4 separate regions of the Mus musculus genome follow, and regions 2, 3 and 4 are each linked to region 1. The links are chromatin contacts, called in public HiCAR-type and promoter capture Hi-C maps. All regions are on one chromosome and are shown on one strand. Each heading gives the region's core, a stretch centred on a gene start, on an enhancer-like site or on the middle of the called end of the contact. The rest is flanking DNA. Distances are from core to core; before and after follow the strand shown. Region 1 holds the start of Ahcyl1 (S-adenosylhomocysteine hydrolase-like 1). Region 2 holds the start of Psma5 (proteasome subunit alpha 5). Region 3 holds the start of Sort1 (sortilin 1). Region 4 holds the start of Atxn7l2 (ataxin 7-like 2).

Region 1 (4,683 bases), core at 1,888-4,387:
ACTCCCATGGACCACTGGTGTATAGTACCTAGCATTGGCCAGATCATCACGCACTGTATATGACTTTGTTTTATAAATAAAGAATACGATTAATTTTGGGGTAGACTAAGTATATTTGACTAATCATAACAATCCCATGTGAGACACTGCAACACTATTACACTTTTAGTCATGTGATCTTCTCATTCACCTTTGTCCTTCCACCACTCCTTTCTCGGGCAGGATTCTCTTTGATCTCCAGACCTTTGGAAAACTTTCTACCACCACATACAACAAGTAGCATTACCCTTAGATCCCTCCTCTTCACAAACACTGGCCCAGGGATGGGTCTCTAGTCTGGATGCCTTTGTGGTGTCCTGAGGAATTAGCTTGCTTGCTGGTAGAGGTAGTGTCAGGTGAGGGAACAGGCAAAAACAAGCCATTTCTTGGCATCCAGAAGTGGCAGTTTCCAGTTGAACCACGTGAGGCTGTCTTGGGATTGGGCATGAGGTAGGCAGCATACAGTGTTTCTCATGGATGGTATGCTGTCACACTCCCTGGCTGGGTAAGCACTTTGATTTCCAGCCTCTACCTGGGGAGCATGGTGGCCACCAGGGCCTTCTACAGTGGCTGTTTTTCAACAATGCTATGACCTTGGACTGGTTCCTATTGCCTCTCTAGTATCACAGGGGTGCCTTTTCCACCTTTAGATTAAGCATCCTTGTCCATCTCCTGCAAGAGCAAACCACCAGCCTCCTGTCCAATAAGGCACACTGGTAAGTGGAGTCACTTGCTGGTCTCCATCTCGACCTAAGCCACTCAATAAAGTTGTATTCCCTCTAGGTCTGGTCCTGTGGACAATCCTCTGTCTCCTGACTCTGAAGGAGTATGAGAGATGTACTCTTCAATCTCCAGGAAGCTCACAGCGAAGCTAAAATGCCCAGAGAAAGTACAAAGCACCTGAAGAAAAACTGCTTTAAAAAAGTCAAATCCAAAATATAGATACACTAGAGCTTGTTAAAAATAATTTGTCTCAAGACACATATATTTTTTTTTAATTCAGGAGACTTAGAGTTTCTTAGCTGATTTCTAAAGACTCAGGTGAATTGAATCTATGGGGCTCCAATAACAGTGTGGACAAAATAAAAAAGATGAAAGCTCCCGAGTGGGCCAGTTGTGGTTGCAGGCCCCAGCTCTAAGGAGAGAGTGGCCGCCTGGCCCTGTGTGGATGTGCTTACTACTCTGGTTTCATCTCTCTGCCCTCTGTGGCCATAGAATTCCCAAGGAGAGAAGTCTGACTGCTCTGAACAGTGAGCACATGAGAGAACACTAACATTTTAAGACATAGCAATCCTTCTAGGTACTTCAACAGCCCTCTTCAAACATCCACAGGCTTCTTATAGGAAGAATTCAGTGGGTCCAGAAATAACTATTTCACACCTTCCCCAACCTTGAGCACAAATCAGTATTGGGGTAGGGCTGGTGTCTTTTAAGACCACCTTTTTTCTTGATAAAGTTGAGTCTTTAAAACCTGGTAAGGTCAGGAATGGTGGCACAGGATAAGAGATCAAAGCCAGCCTGGGTTACATAGTGAGACCCTCTCACAAACAACCCAGAACCCAGTGAGGTGCTGGATATAAAAGAATGAGCTTAGAGAGGATTTAGTGGAAAGGCTCTCAGGAGGACTTATTCTCAGCATAGTGGGGAAGAATCTGGCTTCTCAGAGTCCACCCAAGAGAGAAGAGTGAAGCAAAGGAATGAAAAAGGAGCCACAGGAAACAGCTAGATGCGGAGTATACTAGAGAGCTTTGAGGGAGATTGTGGTCATTGAGAAATCCCAATGGTGAGATAGATGGCTGAAATCTCTTTTTGGAACATTTCAGAAATGTAATTGTAGACTGTTTGCTATGTGATGTAACCTCTCCCCTTTGACCAACAAACCTTCATTAAAAGTTCTGCTACATGTTATAGCCTCATTTTTTGTGGTTTAGGAGTAAGAGTTGGAAAGAGAAAGGGGCTGATGTGACTACAAGAGCTAAAGAAACAGTTGTAAGACTGGAATAGTGAGTAATGTTTCAGATGAGGCAGCAAACTAGAGCCAGAGATGACCATGAAAACCTAAGTCCCCTCAGTAATTCACAGAAATCCTGGGGACAACATTGTACTTTCCACAGGACATAGGAATTGGAGCCAATGTCATTTGAATGACTCTCAAAGGATAAGATACCGCAGTTGACCCCAGCTTACGAATAGGCTTTCCCTTCCCAAATGGATGGGTTCTTGGAAAACATAAATATGCCACATGCACCTCTACCATCCCAGGGCCTTTATACGGGGGCTGTACACAGTAGAATCCAGAAACTGTGCGAGTCCAAACTGAACGTTCTGCACTACACTCACTGAGAGTGGAGCTGGCAGGGAGAGCCTACTGCCTAGAGAGCATGGAGCAGGAGAACCCATTTGGCTGGGACTTTTTCTCAATCTGCCCTGTTCTCTGCCCTCTGACCAACCCATCAACCTTATCTTAATGACCTCTTCACATCAGCACTGCAGCCTGAAGGTCTTGTAAACAGACAAGGCCCAGGAGGAGATGGTGATGGAGGTCATAAAGGGTTGTGTAGAAACCAGACTGCTCTCAGCTTGTTCTGCACCCCTGTGAAGTAAAAAAGCAAACACTGTCCCCTGGAAATGGACTTCTGGCCCAAAGGGCCCAGGGTGTGGGCCGGGAGTAGGCTGTCTCTAACACTGAATTTTCCCAAAAAGGGCCGGGTAAAATGTGTCCGGTGGGACTCTGGTTTATGCTCCCAAGCATCGCTCTTGATATGCCATCTTCCCGATCCCCGATGCTCTGCCACCTCCCCATGCTGAGGTTTCCTGGGGAGTTGGTAGTCCAAAGACCCTTAGTCTTGTGGCATCTTTATAGGAGTCACACTCGGCTCAATAGGGCTGATGGCACCACCTGGCGGCAGACAAGGTTCAACTACTCACCCTGGGACGTTCATCACCGAGGCGCAGGAAAGGAGGGGCGATTCCTGCGGCCCGGCCCAGCATGTTGACGTCACCAGAGCGCGCCATTTGTCCCCGCCTCTTTCCGCCCCCCTCTCCTTGGGGCTGCCAGTACTTGACGTGGCGTCTCCGCCCTCTACCCTTACTTTGCGTGCGTGCTTGCGTGTGGCGGAGGTGGCTGCGCGGGCAGGTCGGAGCTGCGTGCTGTTGCTTCTGGTTCTGTGGCCGCCGTCGCTGTCCGGCAGGCTCCGGTCTCGGAGCCGACGAGGCGCGCGCGCGCGGGTCCCAGCCCTTCGGAAGCCCAAGCAGCTCGGCGCGGGGCCTGGCGGGAAGGCGGGCGAGCGCGTGGCCGAGGGCGCCGCGCGGACGGGCGGGCGCCCGTGAGGGAAAGAGGCGGGGGCGGCGGGTTAGCCGCGGGCCGGGCCGGCCGGGGGATGTCGATGCCTGACGCGATGCCGCTGCCCGGTGTCGGGGAGGAGCTGAAACAGGCCAAGGAGATCGAGGACGCCGAGAAGTACTCCTTCATGGCCACGGTCACCAAGGCTCCCAAGAAGGTGCGGGGCTCTGGGTGGCGGCGAGGGCCCTCGAGGAAGGGGCGCGAGCAAGCCCCGGGCCCGGACTCGGGTAGTTCGGGACTTAGGGCTAGGGTTTGGGGTGCTCAGGACCATTGACACGATGTAGTGGGTGGCCGGTGAGCGGCGATGGGCCTAGCTGGAGCCAAAGAGGCCGCTCTGACCTCGCTTTTCTTTGTCCCTCGGCCGGAGTCCTCCTGGATCTTACTGAAGCCCGACAGGGCCAGGCCTTAAATTCGCGACTGACTTTTCCTGGATGGAGGGCCTTGAAGACGAGATTGGGAGGGGGTGAGCGACTCAGCTGACCCCTGTGACCTGTCCAGGGGATGAGGTTGTGCAGGAAATTTCCCCTCAGGTGAGTGGGGGAAATCAGGCAGCTCTTTTTCAAAGCATCTTCTTGGGGGAGAATTGGCCGTTCGACCAACAACTGCGTGATCGCTTAGAGGCAAGAGGAAAGAATCGTATGAACTGGTTTATGCAGCTGACGGTTCTAAAAGCAACAAGAGATGGAAAGGCAAAATGGTAATCGCCGTGCAGTCTTCCACCTGCTAGGAAGTATGTGAGAAAGGAAAATTTAGAGGTTGGTGACAGTAGACACTGTCATGGATGCAGGTTGATCGCAGTCATGTGAATAGATCACTTAGACATCCCTCCAGAAAGGAGCTTGGGTGGGTTGGGGAGGTGGGTGGGAAGAAATGATTGCTCATTCTTTACTGCACTTACAAGTTCAGCCTATTGTGCTGGGGGTTGAGCTCAAAGGACATCCTTCTATGGCTCTTGGAAAAGGTGATCTATGGAGGGCTGAGTCTAACTAGCTCTCTCAGTGGTAGGGTCGGGGTCTCCAGTGCTTTCTGTCGAACCTTTGCTGACCCTTCCTCTAACCTGGTACCCAATTAGCAGTGGAACAAGGAGGTGACCTTTCTGAAATAGTTTCCTCTTGTATAAAGTCTCTTCACAATCAATCCTGCCTACAGTATTTGTAGGGTTCAAGGATGATATAGATTCAGCTGAGCAAGGTTTGCAGAGCAGTTAATCCCCAAGGCTCCTGTACTGGAACTAGTTAAGCTGCTCTCAGTGCCTGAGAGGGCTTTATTTATTTTCCTCCAGGAAACTAATTGACTGGTCT
Region 2 (4,214 bases), core at 197-2,696, 560 kb before region 1:
CTTCAATACTCTGGAAGCCAAGTGTTAACGACCATTTTACTTGACAACAGGAAATAGTTTTAAAACTTCACCGATATTTTCTGAGTCAGCAAAAGGATGGAGATTAATATGTATGTATATATGTGTATATATAAGTATGTATTGAGCCTGTCAAAATTGTGGCACCTGGAATGACATATATATATTTTGACAGGCTCAATACATACTTGCCAAGAAAAGTAATTTCTCAGTGGTAACCTGGAACTAAGAAAATGTCTGCTTTCCCTAACTTTTAAAGGAACCCAGTGGTTTGCAAAACTGCTCAAAACAGAAACTGAAAGTTACAGTATCTACAGCATTTATGACAGTATTAGTTAGCATTTTCGAGACTTGAAAGTTTTTAGGTTGTCTGCTCTTTTAATAAACACAACCACACAGCTTTGACTTTACAAAACATTTAGCTTTCAACACAACACTAAAATTAACTTGCTTTCAAACCTCCTCTCACATACACACACTTTGGTCAAATGGAATCAGTGTATTAAAACTCTTCTGAGAACCACTGTACATTCAAGTTCCCACAAAACCAGATTGTAGGCAATATATTTATCCGAGCATAGCTGAAAACTGCCTTCGCTCTTCAAAAAAGATTAAAATGTACAGCACAGGACGGATTCCTACAAACTCATCCAATAGTCTCTGGTAGCTTCTATTCAAGGAAACTCCTTTCACTTTTCTTTTTCCTAAGCAGTCAGACTTAGGTTGAAAAGACGGACGCAAGGCTGGTGTCCCCCTAATCTACTCCAGGTTAAAGGTCCCGATCCCTCTCCGCCGCCTGCCCCAAGCAGCCCCAGCCTCTCGCTTCCGCGGGGAGTCAGGATTAGCGGTGACTCAGCGGGACAAGTGCAACGGGTCCGCTGCAGTGTAGCTTGGGGAATCTCGCCGGGCGCCTCGGGAACCAGATTCCCCGGGTCCCGCCAGACTTAGGTTCTCCGGGCGCCCCATGACACTGCAGAACCCAGGCCGCGGCGCGGGCCCCAGGCCCGCCCACCCAAATTTCGACCCTGCTGCTTCCCGCCGTACGAACCTGTCGTACTCGGACCGAGTGAGGAACATGGCGAGGACAGAAGGAGGCGGCAGTGGCTACGCGGGGTTCCCAAAGGCCACACGATTGAAAGCAGCACCCTAATCAACCACACCGCCACAGCACCAAGGACCCTGCAGCCGTCTGCGCGTGCGCACGCGACCTTTTTAGCCCGCCCTCCCGTGCTTCCCTTTTATTGGCTGATTGATATTCTCGCCGCGATGATTGGACTTGACAAGCTTCTTCACCGGACCTGGGTTAACAGGGAGGCGGAACTAGAGAGCACTTCCGCTTTCCGTCACCCTTGGTTGCTACGGGCGCTGGGACTCGAGGCAACCGGTGAGAGTGAACCTCGTCGTCGAGGAGTGAGCACGCCGCGCTTTGGATGGCTGCAAGACTTGGCCTGATGACTGGGTTGTCGGAATCGTGACGTAAGTCTCGCCAGCTCGCGTAAATGCAGCCGGGGGACACCGGTCTCTTACTTCGCGCTCGCCTGCCCAGCTCTTCGCTGTCTTCCCGGCTCGGTGGCAGCCGGAACTAGGTTTGCTGAGGACTTTTTGACTTGGGTAGAGAAATGTGTGCGCCTCTACCAGCGTGCCCGGCAGTTCTGCCAGCCGGGCTTGTTGAAAAAAAAAGTTTTAAAAGTTGATAGGTTCTAATCAGCAAGAACGTTTTTCAATTTCTTGCATAGGTACGATTATTTTATCAAGTCTTTCCTGGATTCGTACACATCACCACCACCACCCTAACTATCCAAGTTTCAGACCCAGACCTGGAGTTCAGTATCGGAGCTTCAGATTAGTCACTGCTTTTAAGGACCTTAATTTGTGTATGTGCTTCTTGTTTTCTCTTCCTAAGGGTAGAAGAGCAACTTGAGCTTTTTTTTTTTTTAAGAAACATTGTAAATGAATCATTTATCAAAGAAAGTTAGGTGGTTAAGAAGTCCTGACTCGGGCTGGAGAGATGGCTCAGGGGTTAAGAGCACTGGCTGTTCTTCAGAAGGTCCTGAGTTCAAATCCCAGCAACCACATGGTGGCTCACAACCATCCTGAATGAGATCTGACTTCCTCTTCTGGTGTGTCTGAAGACAGCTACGATGTACTTACATAAAATAAATAAATAAATCTTTAAAAACAAACAAAAAAAACAAAAAAAAAAAGAAGAAGTCCTGACTCTCTAGGAATGTAACTCGGTGACAGAGTACTTTCATAGCATGCATGAACCTCTGCCCAGGCTTGGCGGGGGTGGGGTGTGAGGTGGTCAGAGTACAAAGTTTCAGGTAAGATTAATACCTAATGGAGATATATGATACACCAGGATGACTAGAGTTAATATCTTACACTTGAAATTTTTCTAAGAAGGTAGATTTTAATCACTACCAAAAAAGGCAAATGTTAGTGAAAGTTAACTTAATCGTGATATATACCTATATCAAAACATAATTCTGGTGGCTGGAGAGATAGCTTAGCACCTGATTCCCTTCTAGATGCCCACATTTGGTTCTCAGCGTCCTAGTCAGGCTGCACATAACTACCCTTTATTCTAGCTCTAGGGGATCCACTGCCTTTTTCTGCTCTCTGCTGGCCCCTATATATGTGTCACACATAACACACACACACAAACACACACACACACACACACACACATTGAAAAGTCTTTTTAAAAATACCATTCTGGGTTGGGTGTGATAGTTCCTTTAATCCCAGCACTCAGGAGGCAGGGAATCTCTAAGTTCAAGACCAGCCTGGTATACCAAGTGAGTTCCAGGCTAGCCAGGGCTATGTAGAGAGACCCTGTCTCAAAAGTAATATTTTTAAACATCATTTTTTATAATGTAAATGTAAGCAACTACTGTTTGTCAATTATACCTTCATGAAGGAGAAGGAATAGGAGGGAGGGAGAGGCCGTGTAATGAGCCATATTTGTCTGAAAGGGAAAGCTAGTTCTCTGTTTTGCTTTTAGTGAAAGTACTTACTTTTAGCCTACTCCGCCTTGAAACCATGTAGCTTAGGTTGTCCTAGAACTCCAGGCCATTTTCCTGTCTCAGCCTCCCAAATTCTGGGGTTATAGGTAGGCAACACCAAATGTAACTCTAGCTGATTGTGGGTTAAAAAAAAAAAAAGGAAAGCTTATTTTCTTTCAACCTCTGAGTTCAGTGAGAGACTGTATATCAAAAAAATAAAGTGGGAGGTAATCGAGGAGGACAGGGATGTCACAGAAGCTGTATGTGCTCTCACACACATAGTCACATCGTTTTTCTACTGTAGCACATCACAGAATGTCTTGCCTATAATTCAATAAATGACTCCCTCGTGGACAGTTGAGCCAGATGTCCTTCCCAGGAAAGTAATGAAGGAGCCAGAAGAAGGTAGATGGAATGGGAAAGGTTCTCATTGATGAGTAACAGAAAAGCCGAGGGTCAAGTCTGGATCCTGGGTCCTGAACCATGGGTCTCCAGGTCTGAATGTTGTATGGAGTGATGGTATATATGTGAATCCAAGGAAGGCCTGGCAAAATAACTTTTACGATGTAGAAGTTTGGTTTGTATCCTTACTTTCTTATTGGCTAAAACCTACAGTCACGGAGACCAGGAATATGATGGTCTGGTGGTAAAAGGCACCTACCACCGTCCTGACAATCTGAGTTCCATCCCCAGGACCTACATGGTTAAAGGAGAGAACCAACTCTTGCAGATTTTCCTCTGACCTCTACACACACTTCCTTGTCTACTTGACACAGCCTATAGTCTCCAGGGAAGACGACCCTCCGCTGAAGAATTGTCTAAATCAAACTGGCCCATAGCTATGTCTGTAGAACACTATGTAATAGAGCTGGCCAAGCTTGAGCTTGAGAGTGAGCGAGCCAGCAAGCTGCATTCTTCATATGATTCTGCTTCTACTTGCTTAAGTTTCTGTCCTGACTTCTCTCAGTGATCGATTATTACCTGGAAGTATAAACCAAATAAACCCTTTCTTCCCCAAGTTGCCTTTTTAATGATGGTTCTTAAACGCTATAACCTCCCTTTTAGCCCACCACCCACAGAGGTAGTGTGAAAGAAAGGATATGGGGGAAGTGGATCTGTTTAGAAAGGTCCTGTGGAGCGATTCCCATCTGTGTTGTCTGGAAATCAGCAGTTCAGTTCACAGATTAG
Region 3 (4,393 bases), core at 1,853-4,352, 590 kb before region 1:
GACATCCAGTTCTTCTGTCACTTTCTTACAAGTCTCCTGTTCCTATTGTCAATACTGTAACTAGAAAAAAAAAAGTATTTTCTCTGCTCCCTTAAATCCCACAGAGACCTGAATCAAGCGAACAACACACGCCTTGAAAATAAACACGGCCCACTTGAAAGGCTGAAAGGAGACCTAGAGAGAGGCAGGGGAGCTTACGGGAAGAAGATTTCATGAGTGACAGAGCCCATGCCACAGCATAGGGTGGAAGTCTCGGAAAGTCATTAGACAGGCATACACTTTGTTTTGTGGATTTCTTAAGATTAAATGCTAGGGCTGAACATATGGCTTCGTGGCAGGCACTTGCCTAGTATGAGCAAGGCATGGGATTCAATCTCCAGCGCACGCTGAAACCTTTAGCGGTTTATGTACTGTCAAGTCTGAACTACCTTTATAACTTGGCAGCCCCTTTCCCCACCCCATCTCCGGGCCTTTGGAAAGCATTCAGGTGCACTCATGATAGGACACGAAAAGAACAACAGGCTGTGGGAAATAAGAACTTCTGCTTTATGGGGGAAAGGTAAAAAAAAATTAAAGAACACCTTCCTACTTCAACTGTCTGAGACCATACAGTGTCTCCGATGATAATAAATAAGTAAACACGCTGCTCTGGGACGCTGCTGATTTTGTCTCTCCTTGTTACAAAGGATCCCCCAACACCAGATCTCTTCAGTCTGATGCATAAAGATGAATTATGACATCTGAAAACAGCAGATTATTTCCCAATTCCTGAGAGGAAGCAGAACCTTCGCAACGGTTTCTACGCTGAAGGCTCCACTCTGGAAGGGTAACAACTGGGGTGGGAAAATCATTTGAAATAAAGACTGAAGGGGAGAAAGCAAGCTGTAACTAAGTTAAATGAACTCGAGAAAGCCCCCTGCGTACGAACTTCAAAGGAGAATCAGGTTTCTTTGGAACTGGTATACTCTAAGTGACATTCAACCGGGAACTGTTGCGGATTTGAAGATGGGTCATCCAGCAAGAGAAGAATTGAAGAATGTCGGGGCTTGCTGGTGCAGAGAGCTGTGGGCCAGGGATAATGGGCATGAAGTATCAGTGGTAAAGGTAAATTCTTTCTCAACACCCTACAGAGAGAGAGAGAGAGAGAGAGAGAGAGAGAGGTCTACACAAGCTTATTTTACTTTTTCATTAAATAGGAAGACTTTCCAGTACTCATTCCATTCTCTCTGATCGGAGAATTAGGTCACAACTAACAAGTATGGATCTCAAAAGAAACCCCAAGGGGACACTGAGATTTGGGGGGATACTGAAATGGAATGTAAACAAAGAACGGGTACAGAACTCCAGCCACCCACGGCCACCTTCATGAACAGTCTTTCTTTGGAAAAAAAGGAAAGACATAACACAGAAAATACACTGAACTGAAAATGCCTTTCTCATACATGGGTTGCAACAATTGTTAATTTTAGGAAAAAAAAAAAAAGAGGAGGAGGAGGAAGATGTCCTAGTTGCTGAAACCAAGACTTTCCTAACAATTTCTCAATGCAGCAGTGTGTCAAGGTTCAGACTCTTGTGCCCAAAACAGAAGCACCAAATCTTTGAAAGTCTTGACAAGAGCAGGCTTAAAGTGACTATCTGCAGAATGTTTCATAGTTATTAGAAATTAGGACAGGATAGAGGTGTCCCAGTAAGGGTTCAACACAAGGTTATAAGTCAATTTTGAAGGAATGAGACAGATGACAGGATCTCAGCTGGCTGCGGGTCACACACAGAAGCCAATACCAGTTCTTGTGCAAAAAGAGTCTCCTAATAGGTCAACTTACAAGGAAACAAAGCACACTGGAGCCAATCTCCAGAATGGGTCTGGAGCAAAGGGATTTAAAGATCCTGTAGTATGCAGAAAGAGGGGGCTGACTGGTTACAAACCAGACTCTTGTTTGGGACAGTTGGCCACTCTGTAAAGCCATTTAATGGAACTTCTGGATGATCCGAGCTGTTCTGCAATTGCTTCTAATCTAGGTCCTAGAGGCCGTTTTCTGTTCTCTGGGTTCTGCACACAGGAATTTGGTTCGGAATACCTCTCAAGGTCGTTTTGGGTCAGGTTAGAGGGTTCTGAGCCTGCATCCTGAGGAAACATCTTGAATCAGTTTTTTGTTTGCTTGTTTTTGTTTTTAATTTTAGGGAGCAGGGGAGATATCATTTCACGGTTGGGTTTCAATGTCATTTTCATTTCCATGAGTGTTCCTTTAACTATGGAAACACAAGCCATGACCTAACAACTGCTGTGGGATTTCTGGACGTCAACCTCAAAAGTACCGACCCAGGGAGGGCACACCTCTGCTTCTGGGCTGTCCAACTTCTGCGATCACTCAAGGGGTAATTATGCCTCCAGCTTCCTGGTAGGTACCAGCGTTGGTGGACCCGGCGTTCTATATTCGGGGTGGGGGTTGGGGGGGGGGGGGGATGACCGGGAGATTCTGACAACTTAAGAAGCAGAAGCAAAGAATGCAGCGAGTCAAAGTCTCGGATTGCCTCGGCTATGACGACACACAGCCCCACGGGCCGCAGCCACCCCGGCCCCCGCCGCCCCCGCGCCTCGCCGCCCTCCGCAACCGGGGTCTCGCGCTAGCCTCGAAGCGTGCAATGGGAGCGGAGCGGCCGCCTGGGGCCGCGGGCCCGGAGGGGCGACCCAACCGGGGCGGGCGCCCGGGCCTCGCGCGCTCACCTGGTGCGTATTGTTGGTCAGCTTGGCGATGAAGTCCGGGAGGCGGCCGCAGTCTTGGTCCTCGGCGGGCGCGCCGCGGCGCCAACGGCCAGCGCGGGGGACGGGGCCCCCGGGCGCGGCGGCGCGCAGCCCCCAGCTCACCCCGACCGGACCGGCCCAGCGCAGCAGAGGAGGCGCGGGCGGCGGCGGCGCGTCCAGCCGGTCCTGGCCGACGGCGGCAGGAGGCAGCAGTTGAAGGAGCAGGAGGAGGCCGAGGGGCCAGCGCAAAAGGCCGTCCGCAGCTCCCCGGGGCCGCTCCATCGCTGCCGAATGCAGACGCCGCTGACACCTGCCACCCGGCGCGCCCGCCCACCCCCGCCGGCGCTGCGCCACACCCCCGAGCTCGGCCCCGCGCTGCTTGGATACGCGCAGCCGGGCCTCTCCTCCCCAATAGGCTGGCCGCCTGTCCTTCTTTCCCGGCCCACTCCTCATTGGCTCGCGTCGCCTCCGGCTTCGGGGGTCCTGGATTCGGATGCCAAGATGCGGGACTGATTGGCTGGAACGTGGCAGGGACGGCTGAGGTCATTCTCCACCGTCGCTCGGCGTCTGCGGGCTGGGCTCCCGGAGTTGGCCTAGGGGTTACCCCTCTCCCCTCCCCGCTCAGCCTGCAGGTTGGCGGCGCTTCCGGAGACCCTCGGGTTAGGGTTGGGTCACGTTGCCGCCTTCTCCACCCTCCTCCCAACCCCCCTCCAAACGCTCCTAAAAATTTCCTTCGGTGGAAACCGCGCCTGGGAAAGCCAGGGAATCCCTGAACTACTACTCTCAGTTGGAAAAGGGGCTCCGACATAAACTGGTACATTAGGATTTTAACCCCGGCTCGCTGGCTCGCCCATTGTCTGCTGAAGGAGCCAAGAAGGTGAATGCGAAAATCCTATGGGGCAGATGAACATCATTACACCCGTGTCTCATGGAAGCCGCAGAAGTCTTTCCAACATGTTTGGCCTCAGTCACCTTCCTCATCTGCAGGGAGGTAGTCAAGAGGCGAAAGTACTTTTTGGCTTCTGCGGACTTGGAAATGTAGGTAGCTTTGCCACCAAGTGTAGGTATACGGGAAGAGAATTGCCTAAAGCCCACTTTATATATTATCATTTTAGTACAGTCACATTCTGATTTTAGTTACCTAAAGCACCCTTAGCCCTGCAGTAAGTGCATCACACCAATTCCCTCACTGAATATGATGCCTCCTAAATGAATACCCACCTCCAGCAAATAACCTCCCCACTGTTCCCTACACCGCAGAAGCTGCTCACACAACTTTTAGAACATGCAGTGCTGGTAAAACCAGTTCTAAATCCTTAACTTCACTCCACCTCTTCCCAACATTTCAAGTTGTTCAGTCGGAACTCAGGAAGCCAGATAAAAAGATACAAAGTATGCAAAATGTTATACCAGAGTGGAAGCCATTGGAAGTTACTTTTAACTTTAACAGTAAACTCAAACGGCAGGCCTACCCGAGTATGCACACGGAATAGTACAAACAAAACTATTTACGTACTCGGGAGTTTTTCCTCTCCCCAAAACCACAGTAAGAAGGGAGCTGTGAAGCTCTGGAAAGCGGAACAGGATGGCAAATCAACAGAAAAGCCCTCCAGTTTCTGAGCCACTGAACAAGATAAAAACTGATGAGTG
Region 4 (4,591 bases), core at 1,651-4,150, 510 kb before region 1:
AAGGAAGAAACCAGCCGTTTCCCAATTTAGTGGCAATTGTCCCACTTAGCACCCCAAAGATGAATGTACCTTGTGCCAACCTGTCCTCATGACATGATCGACCCTCTCCAACCCCCTTGCCTTCCTCAATGCTACCCACATCAAGATGTATTTCTTGGGGGCCCAGGGCTCAGAATCCTTAACTTTGGGCTGTTCATTTCTTCTTTGGGTTACAATTCCCCCACCCTTCAGAGGAAGTAGGATATTTACACACTTTCAGATGCTCCCGAGCCATTCAGTAAAATAATTTGGAATTTTTGTTTTCTGCTTAAGATTTTAGGGAAAAGATTTAAGGAGGGGAAAATTTGATGAGGGTGAGAATGATCCTAAATCTGAAACTCTCTATCCTAAGTTGTCCCCATGGTTACTTAAGGACAAGGGAGACAGTTTTGCCTCCAGCTCCAGAGGTACAAAGAACAAAAGAGTGACCATTTTTCTTCAAACAAGTCCCTGTGGGGATCTGGGAGCAGCTTCGACTCAAACTGTGTTTGGATTCTGCGTCTATATTTATAATTTATTTGAACTGTGACGGATAAAGTGTTCTCATTTGGGGCCCAAGTTAGCAACTGGCCCATCAACTACTTTAGAGTAGGAGTTATCCACTCCCACCGAGCATTCGTACTCCAGGGCTCGCTCTAGGGTTGAAAAGGCTCTTCCTGGCAAGAGTCTGGCTATGGCCAAGAGAGTCTTGATTTAGGCTATGGTCTTTCCATGGCCGCCGGAAGAGGAAAGACCAGTTCACCTCATTACCTCCAGGGGGCTGGGCAGCAGTAAGTGCCAAGGGCAGCTCTGTCCTCATGAGACTCGTGTCCTCTCCAACCAGGGCTGGCACCACCACTTTGCCTAGTCAGGCCTGAAGCGGGAGAGGTGTCTGGTTTCTCTAGCTATTGCAGGAGGCCAACAAGCAGGGAACTTGCCCTTTGCCCTGGTAGACTTTACCATGTGGAGACGCCTATCCAGGACCTTTCTTAGACATGAGTCCCCTTCAACATCCTGACCATGGGCCTCCTATTTCTGGGATTGCAGATCGAGGATGTGGGGAGAATGTTGCATGTTGTTCTGTGGTGCTTGTTACTACACATTTGAATAAACAGTGCTGCGAACATTTGCCAAGAAGAAGCCAAGACCAGAGGACTTCTGGGGATTTTTTTCCCCTTCTCCTTTTCCCTCGCTCTATGTTCTTGGACAAATTTCAGCATTTCTACCAAGACACTCCTCTCCTTGCAACTCTGAACCCCAGGCAACAGAGTCTGCTGGCTAGGCAATTGCTTCTGGCAAGCCCCAGTCTAGTGACATCGACTCTTTTGGCGGCACCCAATTACTCCAAAGAAACCAAGACTCATTAGCAAACTTGGACCAAACTCAAAAGGCAAAAGACAGTGGCTTCCACAATGCTGCCTCCGTTTGCTCTCCTACCATCTGTGACCCAAAGGACAAATCGAGGGCCATATGCTTCCCTCTTCTCACTGTAGTGTTCACGCTGCACAAACTCACACCTATCCATCTCCTCAGACAGTCACATGTCACATTTACATTCTCTAGAAAAATGTACTTGGGCACAGTTTTACATTTAGTCTCATCAGGTTTCTGGGCCTCTTAGGGACCACCTCTGGGTGGGTCTTAGGTTTAGAACTTCTGCCCTCAGATGTTATTCTTTATGTAGTTAAACTGCTCTTATATGGGAGGCAGAAAGTCACAGACCTTGACTTAATTGCTCCCAAACTTGGCTTCATTTTAGGCAAAGGGATGCAATATGGCGTGATGGGTGAGGTAGTCAAAGAAAAAGAGGATTAATATTTAATTTCCAATGAGAATGGGGACGGAGATGAAGGTAGATTTTTGTCTCTTCTGTGAGGGTGGGAAGAAATATTATCAGCTGAGAAGGTGGGTGATTAAGGTACTTTCTGGACCTTAGCAGAAAAAAAGAAAGAAAGAAAGAAAGAAAGAAAGAAAGAAAGAAAGAAAGAAAGAAAAGAAAAGATAGATATGAGAAACCTCCCTATGCCAAGGCTTCAATAGCAGCTTTTCCAGCGGTGAAAAGATTCACTAGAAAAAGAAGCCAAAATGATGAATGGAGTCAGGGTCCAGCCAGGATTTGGGAAGAGGCGGTGCAGGTTATCGATTGTAGTTCCCAGGAGGAGAGAGACGATCAGCAGAGACACTGCAAACACCAGCAGCCTTGGGGCTACCCTAGTTCTGGGGCTGGTTCTGGATCGGCGATAGCCTTCTGTCATACTGACAGGTGATCTTAGCAAGCTCAGCCAGGTCCTCCCAAACCTAAGACACAGTACTCCAAACCTCCGTTCTGCATCAAGGCAGCGTGCGTTTCCCATAGAGGAACAGCACAGGAGCTGTGGCCCTCCCCCACCCCAAGCCCTGTGTCCTTCAGCACGTCCTGCACACTCCCTCCCCTTGCCCTTCTGATTCACTGCGCCCACCTCCTTGCACCTACCCTATTCGATCTACAGGGGTGCAGAGGCGCTTCGTGGCCGCCAGCCCAGGAAGGGGCGCCAGCCAGCTGGCGGATGCACGGCTTTAGAAGAGTATCTTGGGCAGAAAGAGGTTTGGGGCTCGGGTATGCGCAGTAAGTTTGGGAGAGTGAACTAGTGGCACAAAGGACGTGTACGGAGGGGTTGAAAGAGGATATCCCGAGGCTTTGATCTCTCCTTCCCCGCGTGCGATTGTGCATTTCGGAAGGGATCCCTCGGCTAGCTCCGTAAGCATCGCCACCCCTCCGCAACTACACTTCCCAGAAAGCTGTGTTGAGAGTGAGGTAGTGGCAGGAGGCACGAGCTGCGCTTGCGCAGAGAGTGAACTGGCAAGGTAGGGGGAGAGGGAGGCGTGCCCCCGGTCGGAGGGTGGGGGGAGGGGGCCGCGCGGCGGCGGCGCCAGGGCGGGCGCGCGTCCGCGGCGGTGATGGCGGTGCGTGAACGCGCGGTGGCAGCAATGGCCGCTCTGGAGCGGCGAGTGCCGAGTCTCGATGACTTCGCGGGACAGAGCTGGAGCTCGTGGGTGGAGCGGGCCGACCTGCCTGCGGCAGACGGTGAGTACAGACACATTAGAATCCGGGGACCCCATCACTATCTCCCCTCCCCCCCAGGGCCCCCTCCAGCTGAGGGGAGCCGCCGACTAGAGCCGCCGTCCGGCTCCCCGGCCCCCCAAACAAAGGACCCGCCGGGTCCTAGTGCCCGCCTGCTCAGACACCTTCGCGCCTCCGGGTCCTAGCGCCGGCGTATCGCTCGCAGCCCACCCTGCCCACCTCTGTCTCTGCGGGTGTACAGTACCTGCCCCCCACTTTACTTGCCTTTATCTTTCTTCTCGTGAGCCGTCCTCCAGCTTTTTTCGGTTCTGCACCTGCTCCGGCTCTACCCATCTGCAACAGTCCTCTCCACGTGTTTCCCACGCACCCCACTTCTGTGCCCCCCTCCCCACCCACTTGATTCTTCGCCTTTTGCCCCGCACCTTAGCTTCTTTCAACGTCTCCCTGTCTGCTCAGTTTTCCCGAACCCCCGCCCCCTCTGCTTTAGTTCATCCATCCTCCATCCATCCATCCATCCATCCTCCCGACCTCCCTCTATCAGTCCATCCATACATGACTCCAAGCCTCCATCCTTTCCTGGGCCTCTTGTCCTGCCCCTTGGCTCTCTTCCTTGACCCCTATTTTCTGTAGGCCCTTGAGTGTCTTTGGTGAGCAGGCCTGCAGCCCCTTCTGATCTTTGTCTCCTGGGCCCCAGGGAGCACCTGGCCTCGTGGCCTTTCGGGGTGACAACAAGCATCACACCCCTGAAGAAGTTTGCAAGTGAGAAGAGGTGGAGGAGGAGATCTCATGGAGCGGTCTCTAATGCCACTTGTTCTCTTTTGAGACCTCTGACTTACAGCTCTGTTCTGTCATTCCCCACACTTGAATTTAAGGGACTTAAAAGAGTGGGAGCTGCCCCTTATCTTTTGCATGCCTAACCCACTACCACTTACATCTGGGTATTATGATTGCCAATAATCTTCTCATCCTAGAAAGGGGCCACTCTGTTAGTGAGCATTAGAGAGTCATCCTAGATGGGCATACAGGCCACCCTTGGACTGCCCCCATGCTGAGTGGGCTAAGATGGGGCCCTCGCTGGGTCTAGGTGCACTGAGAACTGGAAATGGACTCAGATTTGGTGACTCAGAATTGATCCCCCCACCCCCACCCCAAGGGACAGGGAGGGGGCTTAGAGGAGGGGGGCGAGGAGTGAGGTAGGGGGATGGGGAAAGAGCTGCTTTGCACAGCTAAGATGTTTTTGTCATTAACCCAGAAACTGAGGTACAAGGGCAACCCCTGGACAAAGCCCCCCTAAGAAGGGGAGGGGCTTGCGTAGCTGATCAAGGAGACTTTGAAGATGCCAAAGGGTCCAAAGACAACAGTTTTTCTACTCTATGGCCATCCTATCAGTGCAGGACCTGAGAAGCTGAGTGTAACTTTGATGATACTATGGTAACTTGGGTGGAGCAAAATGAGTTTATGGGGGTGGGGATCTGGGAGGGCATTTGTCTGGGATGCCACAGAGTAGAAGAA

The links. Promoter capture Hi-C pulls out the DNA fragments that hold promoters and counts their contacts. HiCAR-type assays count read pairs that join an accessible place to other places.
Region 2: a promoter capture Hi-C map of pre-B cells shows a contact between it and region 1, with 2.7 times the contacts expected there. The contact joins the promoter of Psma5 here to the promoter of Ahcyl1 in region 1. A contact is called at or near these places in 4 of 39 promoter capture datasets (the C10 cell line, cranial neural crest and pre-B cells), 5 of 484 Hi-C or Micro-C datasets (CD4 T cells, CD8 T cells, Th1 cells and 2 more), 3 of 115 datasets of contacts at active chromatin or transcription factors (effector CD8 T cells, memory CD8 T cells and pancreatic cancer cells) and 1 of 9 other capture datasets (adipose tissue).
Region 3: a contact with region 1 is called in a HiCAR-type map of astrocytes, with 2.0 times the contacts expected there. The contact joins the promoter of Sort1 here to the promoter of Ahcyl1 in region 1. A contact is called at or near these places in 1 of 39 promoter capture datasets (pre-B cells) and 1 of 115 datasets of contacts at active chromatin or transcription factors (astrocytes).
Region 4: a promoter capture Hi-C map of pre-B cells shows a contact between it and region 1, with 4 times the contacts expected there. The contact joins the promoter of Atxn7l2 here to the promoter of Ahcyl1 in region 1. A contact is called at or near these places in 14 of 39 promoter capture datasets (the C10 cell line, the HPC-7 cell line, cranial neural crest and 8 more), 1 of 15 datasets of contacts at CTCF or cohesin (the NIH/3T3 cell line), 9 of 484 Hi-C or Micro-C datasets (CD4 T cells, CD8 T cells, cortical neurons and 5 more), 10 of 115 datasets of contacts at active chromatin or transcription factors (astrocytes, bone marrow-derived macrophages, cardiomyocytes and 7 more) and 2 of 9 other capture datasets (adipose tissue and liver).

Annotation. Positions count from the first base shown.
Region 1 is chr3:107,695,014-107,699,696 of GRCm38.p6, reverse strand. It overlaps Ahcyl1 (S-adenosylhomocysteine hydrolase-like 1), which reads left to right and starts at 3,137. Exons shown (of 17, transcript NM_145542.4): 1 at 3,137-3,539. The coding sequence starts at 3,420. Gm40121 (a long non-coding RNA gene) reads right to left here and starts at 3,472. Exons shown (of 3, transcript XR_003954675.1): 1 at 2,968-3,472.
Region 2 is chr3:108,254,158-108,258,371 of GRCm38.p6, reverse strand. Psma5 (proteasome subunit alpha 5) reads right to left here and starts at 1,446. Exons shown (of 9, transcript NM_011967.3): 1 at 1,067-1,446. The coding sequence starts at 1,095.
Region 3 is chr3:108,282,773-108,287,165 of GRCm38.p6, reverse strand. It overlaps Sort1 (sortilin 1), which reads right to left and starts at 3,102. Exons shown (of 20, transcript NM_019972.3): 1 at 2,726-3,102. The coding sequence starts at 3,025.
Region 4 is chr3:108,208,836-108,213,426 of GRCm38.p6, reverse strand. It overlaps Atxn7l2 (ataxin 7-like 2), which reads left to right and starts at 2,900. Exons shown (of 11, transcript NM_001289545.1): 1 at 2,900-3,082. The coding sequence starts at 2,956. Sypl2 (synaptophysin-like 2) reads left to right here. Exons shown (of 6, transcript NM_008596.1): 6 at 1-1,161.